3 separate regions of the Mus musculus genome follow, and regions 1 and 3 are each linked to region 2. Evidence: chromatin contacts called from public Hi-C and HiChIP or PLAC-seq data. All regions are on one chromosome and are shown on one strand. The core of a region is the stretch at or near the end of the contact, and the rest is flanking DNA. Distances in the headings are between cores, read along the strand shown.

Region 1 (3,567 bases), core at 817-3,316, 95 kb after region 2:
CACCACCAGGGGCTCCAGTTCTCTCTCAGATTCCCAGGGAGCCTTTTCTCCTGTCTTTTCCCCACCAAGCCCCAGCCAGGCCAAGTAGGACCTTTTGTGTATTACCTTGCACGTGTTACCTGCTCGAGTCTTTGGTGGACGGCAGCACCTGGTCCAGCAGTGCCCACTCTATGCTGTCCCGCTGTACCTTGGGCCTGATCCCCTGAGGAGGAGGTGACTGTTACTCAAAATAAGACCTGCCTGGTCTCTCTGACCTCACTGAAAGCGTATGCCAAAGGCTTCTGAAGTGGGTAGCCACCCTCCCCTGCTGGCCATGAGGAGCCACTACAGAGATGGTAGCATAGCCATCTATAGACCTCTAAGGACCCTCATTGCTCTCAGGCAAGAGCTTCTGGATTCAGGGGTTCAACAACAATAGACTGGATAAAATCCCCCATGTCTGCTCTCCGTGTTCTTCAGCTGAGTGGTGTGCTTGGTTGGTCTCAGTAGAGCCAGATGAGAAGGGAGGCTGACCTCACCACAGAAGAGAATTAGAGTCCCTTTGGCACTAGTGTGGGACTTCATAAACTCTACATGACCCTCAAGGCCAGATTGAGCTGGGCATCCACAATATTTAGAGCTCACTGAACCCTATCTATCTAATGGTATAGATGGAGGTATAGAGGGACACATAGGTTCTGTCCAGGAAGGTTGAGCTGGCCCAACAACTCCAGGGGCCTCTAAGGGGCAGGTGCTTGGAGCAGAGGAGAGCAGGAGAGAAGCTCTGTTCTATGAGCCAGCAGGCTAGAAGACTGGCTCCACTCTCCTTCTGATCACAAGCTGGATCTTGTGTCTCTGGCATTCTATGGCCCCATCTCTAACACATAGGAGGTGGATGGTGGGTCAATCCAAACCTTCCAGAAACTCTTAAGATTTGGTGGAGATTGGCATACTGTGGGCCTCCTACTGGTCATCCTGATGTCTCTAATCTCAGGATGCAAAAGGACCAGAGCCCTGTCTGTGTCCCCTAGGGCTCACCTACCATTACTTTACACTCCACATTGGCTTTTTCCCTGAACTGAACAGATCCACAGACCCCACCAGCCACACACGACAAGCCATGGGGTCTGGGAGGGTTAAGAGAGTGAATGGCAAATGCCAGGTTGGTCTCTTGCTACTTGGTGCTTCAGTTTCCCTAGAGGCTGACCAGGCACATAAGGCCCAGAAGAGTGTCCATGGTTGGATGGTGCCCCCTGGAGTCTTGAGGAAAAAAAGGCCAGGCACATGGCGAGGTCTGCTCATGGCCAGGTCTGCTCAGCAGGGCCCACATCCCTGGACAGAGATATGACCTCCAGGTCCACTACTTAGTATGGAGCCCCCAGACCAATAACAGGCCCAAGCATTGCTCAGCCCTCCCCAGTTACTGAGGAAGATGGACAACCAGAGGCAAGGTTTAGGTGATCATTTCTCCTATTAGGTGATCATTTCATGAGACGTGTTCCAGTGATGTCCACTTGAAAAATAGGCCTGGCCTCGAAGAAGGGGCTGTGTGTGACATGGGCTAGGGACCCAGGGCTCTTCATTTGGTGGGTATCTTGAGCTGTCTCTATGCTGGAGAAGCAGGGCAGAGTTGCAGGAGGTGCCATATAGAGTTAGACACCGATCTTGAACAAAGTACCTGCTCCTACAAGCCACCTCGGGCAGAGGAACAGGGGACCAAAGAACCCAAAACCCAGGCTCTGATGACCCTTCCCCCAACAGCCTGACTCAAGAACAGCCTTGGTCTAGACCCAATCCTTTCCTCCTCTCTCCCTCAGCCCATCAAGCATGTGCCCATTGCTGAGGGGGGAGGGTAGGTAAAAATAGCAGCTGACACCTTTCTGGAACAGTTAGGGACCTTGCCTCCTCCTCCAGGCATGTCTCCTCCATCCTTGCCTCCTTGGGCCTCCTCTGGGGCATTCCTATACTTGGTCAGGGGCCTGCTTGGGCACACCCTCCCCCTTCCCATGCCCCAGCCACCCATCTGCTGGCCAATGGGCTGCCAGAGAAGATCAGATGTCACTATAACATGAAGGGGTGAGGCTGTTGGACAGTGCCTGCTGCTGGTCCTGTCCACAAGGAGCCCCCAGCCTTTCTCAGACTCAACTACAGGTGTGTATGGATGTGAACAGCCCGCGTAGGAGTGGGCAACTGTGTCTGGGCTTGGCTGCCTAGCATCTAAGGGGAGTTCAATGGGTCCTGTGCCTCTTGCTGTGTTGTATTTTGGTAACTAGAAGCATGGTGCTTGAACCTTGGGATGACATAAAAGATCTGGTTCTAAACCAGAATAGAAAAGCACAGGAAGTGAGAAGGAGTGGGGCTCCTGTGTGACTCAGGACAAAGGAGACCTCCTAAGGTAGGATCTAGGAAGAAGGGCAGAGGGTGAGATAAGGATCGAGTGAGTCAGAGGACATCATTCAGAGCTCTAAGGGCGCCTGCAGCTGCCTGCCTGGCAGCTGGCTGGAGCCCCTCTGAGACTCTGAAAGAATGACCTTAGAGAAAGAATGTGATTTCAACTCATCCTTGGAGCCCATGGGTCTGCCCTTTTGCAGATCTGGGCTTATCTCAGATCACCCTGGGAAGAAGCTCAGGGGAGAGATATCTGTGAACCCCTGGGGCAGATTCCTAAGGTTCAGGTGAAGACAAACAGGAGCCAAGCTGAACCAGGACAGAGGGAATGAAAGGAGCCTGGGCCTGAGCAGGAAGCTCATATCTGATCTTGTGGCTGGGAGACCAGGTGGCCCCTAGCCCTCCAGGCTCCCGCCTTTGTTAAGTTGCCGGGCTGGGATTCCTAACTTCCTGAGTTGAACTTTCTAGATGTCCTTGGGAATCCTTGGAGGAAACCGGACCTAGCAAGGTTGTTCAGAGCAGACTAGGCCCAAAGCAGGAAGTGATAAGGGACCCATAGCAAGTGAGTGGCAGGGCCCCCTGCCCCTTTTTGGCCTTTGTCACCTTTGAAGGAAAGGAGTTTGGCATGGATCCCCAAGGAAACTGACCTCACAGGCTATTTTTGTGAACCTTCTTCTAAGCCCAGAACCCTCTACAGAACAACTGTTTTCACTCTCTGTTGTTTATTGGTCATCTCTGTCCCATCCCTGACACCCCACCTCTGCCTCTCCCCAATTTATAGAAATGTTGAAATGGGGGTGGAGATGCACAGATATGCTCAAGTGGGCCTTCTGGACCTCTTTAGAAGACCAGGAACCTCAGTTTCTCAACCTCAAACAAGGGCATTGCTACCTCACTTTGGAAGGGTACAAGGCTGCCCTTGCTGGATGGATGCCTTTAGGAGCCAGGAGGGGAGCCAAGATGGCTAGGTTGTTCTCAGTACCCTGCCCCCCTGCCATCTTGGGTTTCAGGGCAGAGGAGTCTTGCTAATTTTGATGCCTATTTTTGGACACTTCAGCTGCCACTGGCTCCTTATAAACGCATGACACCCCATGCAAACACACTACCCCTCCCTCCACTGCTGACAGGTGTGTGGGTCCAGTAGAAACCAGAGGTAGCAAAGCAGATGGGGCCTCTGCTCAACTGATCCACCCCACTGGC
Region 2 (3,419 bases), core at 723-3,222:
TGGGAATCCTACTGCCTCAGCTTCTTGAGTGCTAGTATTAGAGGTATGAACAACATCCCCGTTTTTTTTTTTAAAAGAAGATTTTATAAATGTGTTGATTGTTTGTCTATAATTCCATTTTATGCTGTATTTTAAAATATATTTTTGCTAATTTCAAGGTAAGTGTCACAGTTAGCTTAATTGTCAACTTGACAGGACCCTGAGTTAACAGGCAAGGCAGTATCAGTGGGGGACTAGCAATATTGGATTGGTCTGGTGGATGTGTTGTCTTGATTAATTGATGTGGGACGACCCAGGCTATGGTGCCCAGCACCATCCATTAGGCAGGGGCTCCTGAGACAAACTCCATGTGAATGTTATCCCAGGTATATTATAGGAGTTGACTTGCTGACCGGACTGGAGAGATGTTTATGCCTCAGACTGTATTGGTTTCTTTTCTTACAGTCTTTGCCTGGCTGTGGAGTCAGTTCAGTGCTGCCCTCTGAACAAGCTAGGAAGAGCCAAGCTCCTCACCTTTGAGGAACAATTCCTTGGCAGTTGCTGCCACACTTTAGGTGTGAGAGGAGTGTGCCTGCAGAGCCTTGAAGGAGTTTTCTCTGTATGCCTGTTTATGTATGTGCAGGCCAGAGGATTCCTCAGGGGCTATCCACCTCCTTTGAAACAGGGTCTCTCATTGGCCTGTAACTGGCCAAGGAGGTTAGGCTGGCTGGCTACTGTCCCAGGGATCCACCTATCTCTGCTTCCCTAGTATGGGAATTACAAACACACACCTGACTTTGTACAGGGTTATCTGGGATTAATTTTGGTTTTTTATTTTTTTATAATGAGCATGATCCTGATCTTTATAATTGTTAGGAAAAAATTGGCTCAGGACCTCCCAAGACCAAGTTCTCAGCACAAGGGAGGTTTATTTGCCCCAGAGGGACAGAGGGTAGGTAATAAGAGACAAAGACAGGAGATAGAGGATGAGGCAGAAGGGAAGGGAGGGAGGAGGGGCATTTGTCCTGGAGTGGAGACAAAGGGCTGCCTCTGGATAGAGAAGGGACAGATGTGGCCCATAGAAAAATGGCAGGTTATAAAGGTACAAGGGGAAACCCTGAATTAGAATGAGGTGTTTAATTTTGTTGATTAGGTGAGCCAAAGGGGGCTTCTAACTGTTGGACTTCAGTACTTTGATAGCTGGACCTTGGTAGTCAGTCTCAGGAAAAGGAAGTAGTCAGATAAAGGAATCGACCTTGGTGGCTAGCCTTAGGAATATAATCTAAAAGGTTTCTATCAAGGCAGAGAGAATTGGGAAGAAGGGCAAGGCCTACCAGAGCCACATGCTCAAGTGGGCGAGTGTCCCTTCAATAATTGTTAAAAAACAGAAGGGACTACAAGAAACCACTCCATGCTCCTGGCTAAGGTAAACCATCCAAACCACTGAGGACAGATGTTGCCCCAGTAGCTTTATGTCCATGAAGGAAGTTGACACTGTACTTAAGAATATTCCTTCAGGACTGGGAAGATGTCTTGGGATGTGAAGTGCTTGCCTCTCGAGGAACTGAGTTCGGTAGAGTGCTCACTTAGGATGCACACAGCCATGGGTTCCATCCTTGGCACCACATAAGCCGGTGTGATGGAGCACACTTGTAATCACAGCACTTGGGGAATAGAGACAGGAGGATCAGGAACTCAAGGACACCCTCAGCTACAATAAGCGTTTGAAGCCAGCCTGGGCTACATGAGATCCTTTCTTCTAACAATGAATGAATGAATGAATAAATAAATAAATAAATAAATAAATAAATAAATAAATAAAATCCCTGACCCTTTCTTTCAACCATAAGTAAGTAAGTAGGTAAATAAATAAATAAGTAAAATCCTAGGTCCCTTTAAAGAAGTTTAGGTAACTGGCTCCATGAGAGTTCCTCTCCAACTTGTACTGAGTTAGGCAAAATTGCACATCACGCTGTAGCTTTGTTTACGCTGAGTTCACAATGCTTCCTGACTTCCTCCTGGAGGTCTCTGGCTCTTGCCTGCTAATCTCCGTGTTACATCAGTGTTCGGCTGCTGTGTCACAAATGCAACCAGACATCAAAGTGCCAATCCACCCATGCTTGTTGCTACACAGTAGTCAGAAGACCAGGCTGGGCTTCAGCTGCCTGTGCTCAGGCCTAGATCATGGGGTCTACCCCCAAGATCTTGTTTGTTTGTGGGTTGAACCCAAGCCCTTGTGGTTACAAGACTGATATTATAATAGACCTAAAAACAACAAAACAAAACCAGGGTACTGTCTGGACAGAGGGCTTAGCAGTTAAGAGTGCTTACTGTGCAGAGTCCATCTCCCAGTACTCAGTCAACAAAGCAGCATGTTGTGTGCCCCAGCTCCAAGGAAGATGGAGACAGAATGACAGCTGGGCTTGTTGGCTTCCACACTAGCTGAGAAAACCTGAGCTTCAGGTTCCTGGAGAGATCATACCCTAAAGAAGTAGGTGGGGGTGACAGAGGAGTCACCGCTCTCCTCTGAGTTCTGTGTACACACACACATGCACACTCATGTACAGACATAATGTGTTACTGTGTTTTATATAAAAAGAAGAGCTGTGTATGTATATGTAAGGTAGATCACATACGCCTGTATTCCCAGCACTGGGAAGCAGAGAAAGGACAGTCATTTGTTCAAGGTCAAGGCCAACCTGGGCTACTTGATATTCGGTCTGCAGAAACTGCACTTAGAAAAAGCTTGTGAGATTAGGCCAAACCACAGATGCCTCTCCTACCTCCAACTCCTGCTTGCTTTGGGCTAATGAATAATGTGCAGTGCTTGCCTAACATGCATGAGGTCCCAGGATCCCCAGAGTCTCCAAATTAATGATTATGAGAATGAAGAAGTGAATTCTGTTCTTGCGGGAGATTCTGTGGTGCTGTGCACTGGCCAGGGGTGATAGAGAGATGAAGTCTAATCCTTCCTGACATGGAGCTGTTGTACTCCTACCATGGAGAGACAGAGCTGAAGAGTTCTCTCACTTCAGACATCCCATGATCCCCCTGTTCACCTCTACCCTACCCCACATTCCACCCCACCCAGCGATGGCGCCATCACCTTGGTTTTGCCTTATGCACATGTCCAGGAGCTGAAATCACGGTTTACTGCCTTCTTTCACTCGGCCGCATGTGTTTCCATTGACTTTCATGACTTGATACGTTATATCCATCATATGGCTTCATCAAAGGCTATTTATCTATTCACTTCATAAAATACATTTTGTTTGGTTTGGAAATATGATAATAAATAAAGAATAAAGTGGCTATCTCATTTCCATTATGACAAAATACTCCCCCCCCAAGGCAACTTGGGAAGAAAATTATTTATTTCAGTCTACAAATTCCAGGTTACATTCCATCACAGCAGAGAAGTCACAGCCTCAGGAGCTCAA
Region 3 (3,045 bases), core at 212-2,711, 69 kb before region 2:
CGCATTGGGAAATCAGGCTGTTTACAGGAGGCCGCAGCTGTCTCTCCCTCTCCTTGCCTTTCATTTTTCTGTGACATTTTGCAGGTCTCCCTGGGCCCCTTTGGGAGGGTCAGAGGCATCCTGAGAGTCTTCCAGAACCATATGGCCCCTCATGGGGACCCAAAGTTCCTGGCCAGGCCTCAGAGTGGGCAATTCGGGTGAGTGGGCTGTGGAGATATGGACAACCCAAGACATGGGACACAGGCCATGGTGGGCACAGGCCCCAAAGAAGGACCAAGTTTTGTTTCATTCTCATGTCCTCAACAGGGCCAGGGGACTCAGTAGGAACCCGAGCTCTCTGGAATATTCTAGAAGCAGAGACTGAGCATAGCCACAGGGTCTATGACTTGCTTGAATGCTGTCTAGCCGCTGGCCACAGGAGCTGAGGGCCAGATACATTCAGAGCTTCCTGTTCTCAGCAACTCTGTGATGACCTGATGACCCACCCCAGTCTTCCCCCACTGGAGGACAACGCTTCTTTCCTCCTGCTTCCTCATCAGTCCAGGGTCCTCCATTCCACTGGTGAGACTGCCTCAGGGGCTCCTGCGTCCTCTCTCCACATCAGAAGATGAACCCTCAATCCTCACATGAATTCATGTCCTTCAGTGGGGACCCTAAACAAAGATGGCTAACTATGTCTCTCCTTTTCACCTTTGCTGTCACCCTTCAGAATAGGAGTGGGAGCAGAGGTTTTGGCTGGGAAAGGCCTTCCACAAGTTGTCCTTTCTGCCATTGGGTGAAGCCCTTTCAGCCTCAGTATTTCCCGTTTGCAGGCCAGCAGTTCTGTCTCTGTCACCTGCATGTCACATCTGTCCCAGCTGGATAAAGTAGAGGAAAGGGAGAAAGCTTGAGCAAAGCTGGGATGACAGGTGGTGTCCATCATGGACACAGGGACTTGTCAGTGACAGAGGGACCACAAGGAGCAAGATGTTGCAGAAGGAATAGGGGGTAGGCAGAATGGTTTCCTTGTGGATTTAAGTGGAGTATACAGGGGGCAGGACAGGGTCCAGCAAGATCACTGAGGGGCCCAGAACAGTTGGCAATACTCCAAGAAGAAGCTGTTGCCTTCCCAGAAGTCCATGTTGATACCTGAGCCTCTGCCCTGTTTCCCTGTCAGCCTCTCCCTGCAGGGCCTGAATTACGTGAATTACCTCAGGGACTCTTTAGGGCATAGGTCATGGGGGAAAGAATAGGAGACCAGAGCACCTAGCAATCAGGCTTACAAATGGGCCAGTGAAGACCTCCACAGACCAGCCTAAACAAGCAGCACCCTTCAGGCACCCACTGCTGGGTTCTGAACTCTCACTGCTGGACCGGTGGTCCCTGCCTCAGTGCCTTCAAAGCCAGATTCTGTCCTGTCCAGACCACAGGCTCGGAGCACACAGCCACCAGGGGGCGCTCATGCACTACTCAAAGTGCTCTTGTCTAAACAGGTTCTTTGTTGAGCTCTTCCAGAAGCAGCTTCTGCAGACTCACAGGAGGGCCAGACTATGCCTAGGAAAGAGGAGGCAGCAGATGATGGAGACCCAGCTTCAGGAACCCAAGATGACAGGGAGAGGACAAATTGGCCTCTCACAGAGAGCTGGCAATTTGATCATCATGACCTCTGATTTCCAAAGCTCTCCTCCCCATCAAACTGGCTTTAAAAAGTAGACAAGATAAAGTGCCATAGACCTTCTGTGATTGCTGAAAGCCGGTAGTTGGGGAGAAGGGTGCTGGTTCTATAAGAGACTAGACGCTGGCCCACCCGTAGACTCCACTGTAGAAAGAGGTGGGTAGGATGGTCACCGTGGCCTTCTCCATGAATGCAGAGCAATGTGTGTCTTCCATCTGAGGGGCTGAGATGCTCCTGGGGTAGAATGCTGCTCCTCGTCGAGAGCACACAGACACCCTGGGTGGAGCACCCAGCTTCCTGTCTGAGCCCCTCCTAGAAGATAAGCTTCCATTTTGCTCCAGGATCCTCAGATGCAGGCGAGGTCCTGAGTCCATATCAACACCACCACTAGGTTTTTAGTGTATGTCTATCCATGCCTGTGCTCTGGCTACTGCAGGAGCCTACGGACACACCGACAGGGTCCCCTTGACCCTGATGAAATTCTACATATATAGGCACCCATGTACTTTGGCTCTTTCTAGTGTTTACCGGGCTGACCATATGGTGCTTCTCTTCTGGAATGGCCGCTGTCCTGTGCACAGGATGGGGACAAGCCCTCCACCGTTGTGGCTCTCGATGCTCTAGTTACTGTGCTTGCCTGCCAGCCAGCCAAGCTGGTCCCAGTGGCTCCCTGCCAGGTGGTCTGTGCTGTGCCTGCTTCCACGAGTCTCCATGTTTGCCAGCCAACCAGGCAGTGCCATCCGTGACCATAAGGTGCCCTGAATAAACCTGAGTCAGCCAGTTCTGCAGGACCCAAGTTCTTAAGCTTCAGGAGTCCTCCATCCATCCAACCAGAACACCACAGGATCTGAGAAATTCTGATTCGTACCCCGGTATTGATATCCTCTCTGATCCCCAGGGATATGCTAATCCCGAGTCCTGCCCTAATCCTAACTCTTGCCCTGACCTCCAGGCCTGTTCTGATCCCCAGTGGTGCCCTGATTTTGAGTCTTGCCCTTTTTCTGAGACCTGAGCTGATCCTGAGTCCTGGCCTATGGGAGATATAGAGGACAGGACCGTGTGAGGAGGGTCACCAAGACTGAGAACACATGAACATGACAGTATACCTAGCAGTTGCCAGAAGCTGGAATAGGCAGACAGGATAGTCTTTTACCAAAACATGACCCTGTGGCACTTGATTCTGGCCTCTATCCTACAGAACTGTATGGTGGCAGTAGCAGATTCCTGATCATATCTGTGTGTTCATGTGTGCTTGCACATGTGTGGAATCCAGAGGTCAGTGTCTTTATCAACCCCACCTGCCTTATTGTTTTGGAGATGTAGTCTCTCATTGACTCAGGAGCACATGATACCTCTAGTCTGGCTGGCCAGTGAGCTCCCGGGAACCTTTG

The links. A called contact is a pair of places that touch in the nucleus more often than the background predicts. HiChIP or PLAC-seq counts read pairs in DNA pulled down with a chosen protein or histone mark.
Region 1: a contact with region 2 is called in an H3K27ac HiChIP or PLAC-seq map of microglia, with 3 times the contacts expected there. The contact joins the promoter of Tnnt3 here to the enhancer-like site in region 2. A contact is called at or near these places in 5 of 39 promoter capture datasets (the C10 cell line, embryonic stem cells, epiblast stem cells and 1 more), 1 of 15 datasets of contacts at CTCF or cohesin (the NIH/3T3 cell line), 1 of 484 Hi-C or Micro-C datasets (nephron progenitors), 4 of 115 datasets of contacts at active chromatin or transcription factors (the HPC-7 cell line, effector CD8 T cells, embryonic stem cells and 1 more) and 3 of 9 other capture datasets (adipose tissue, liver and pancreatic islet).
Region 3: a contact with region 2 is called in a Hi-C map of bone marrow-derived macrophages, with 75 read pairs. The contact joins two enhancer-like sites. A contact is called at or near these places in 4 of 15 datasets of contacts at CTCF or cohesin (CD8 T cells, the G1E-ER4 cell line, embryonic stem cells and 1 more), 43 of 484 Hi-C or Micro-C datasets (3T3-L1-derived adipocytes, the C10 cell line, CD4 T cells and 25 more), 18 of 115 datasets of contacts at active chromatin or transcription factors (the 230-238 cell line, CD8 T cells, the HPC-7 cell line and 12 more) and 4 of 9 other capture datasets (adipose tissue, bone marrow-derived macrophages, liver and 1 more).

What each region holds. Positions count from the first base shown.
Region 1 is chr7:142,496,770-142,500,336 of GRCm38.p6, forward strand. It overlaps Tnnt3 (troponin T3, skeletal, fast), which reads left to right and starts at 2,067. Exons shown (of 18, transcript NM_001163664.1): 1 at 2,067-2,130. All of the region lies in intron 1 of Prr33 (proline rich 33), which reads right to left.
Region 2 is chr7:142,401,754-142,405,172 of GRCm38.p6, forward strand. No RefSeq gene overlaps it. Among named protein-coding and RNA genes, the nearest start is that of Ctsd, 16 kb to the left of the region's middle. Within about 2 kb of position 1,973, at least 27 of the 459 cell types and tissues checked have an H3K27ac peak or open chromatin away from gene starts, as enhancers often do. A contact at or near this core is called in the HPC-7 cell line, adipose tissue, bone marrow-derived macrophages and 2 more, where this site is marked.
Region 3 is chr7:142,333,015-142,336,059 of GRCm38.p6, forward strand. It overlaps a transcript of Ifitm10 not described here. Among named protein-coding and RNA genes, the nearest start is that of Krtap5-4, 31 kb to the left of the region's middle. Within about 2 kb of position 1,462, at least 32 of the 459 cell types and tissues checked have an H3K27ac peak or open chromatin away from gene starts, as enhancers often do. A contact at or near this core is called in bone marrow-derived macrophages and double positive thymocytes, where this site is marked.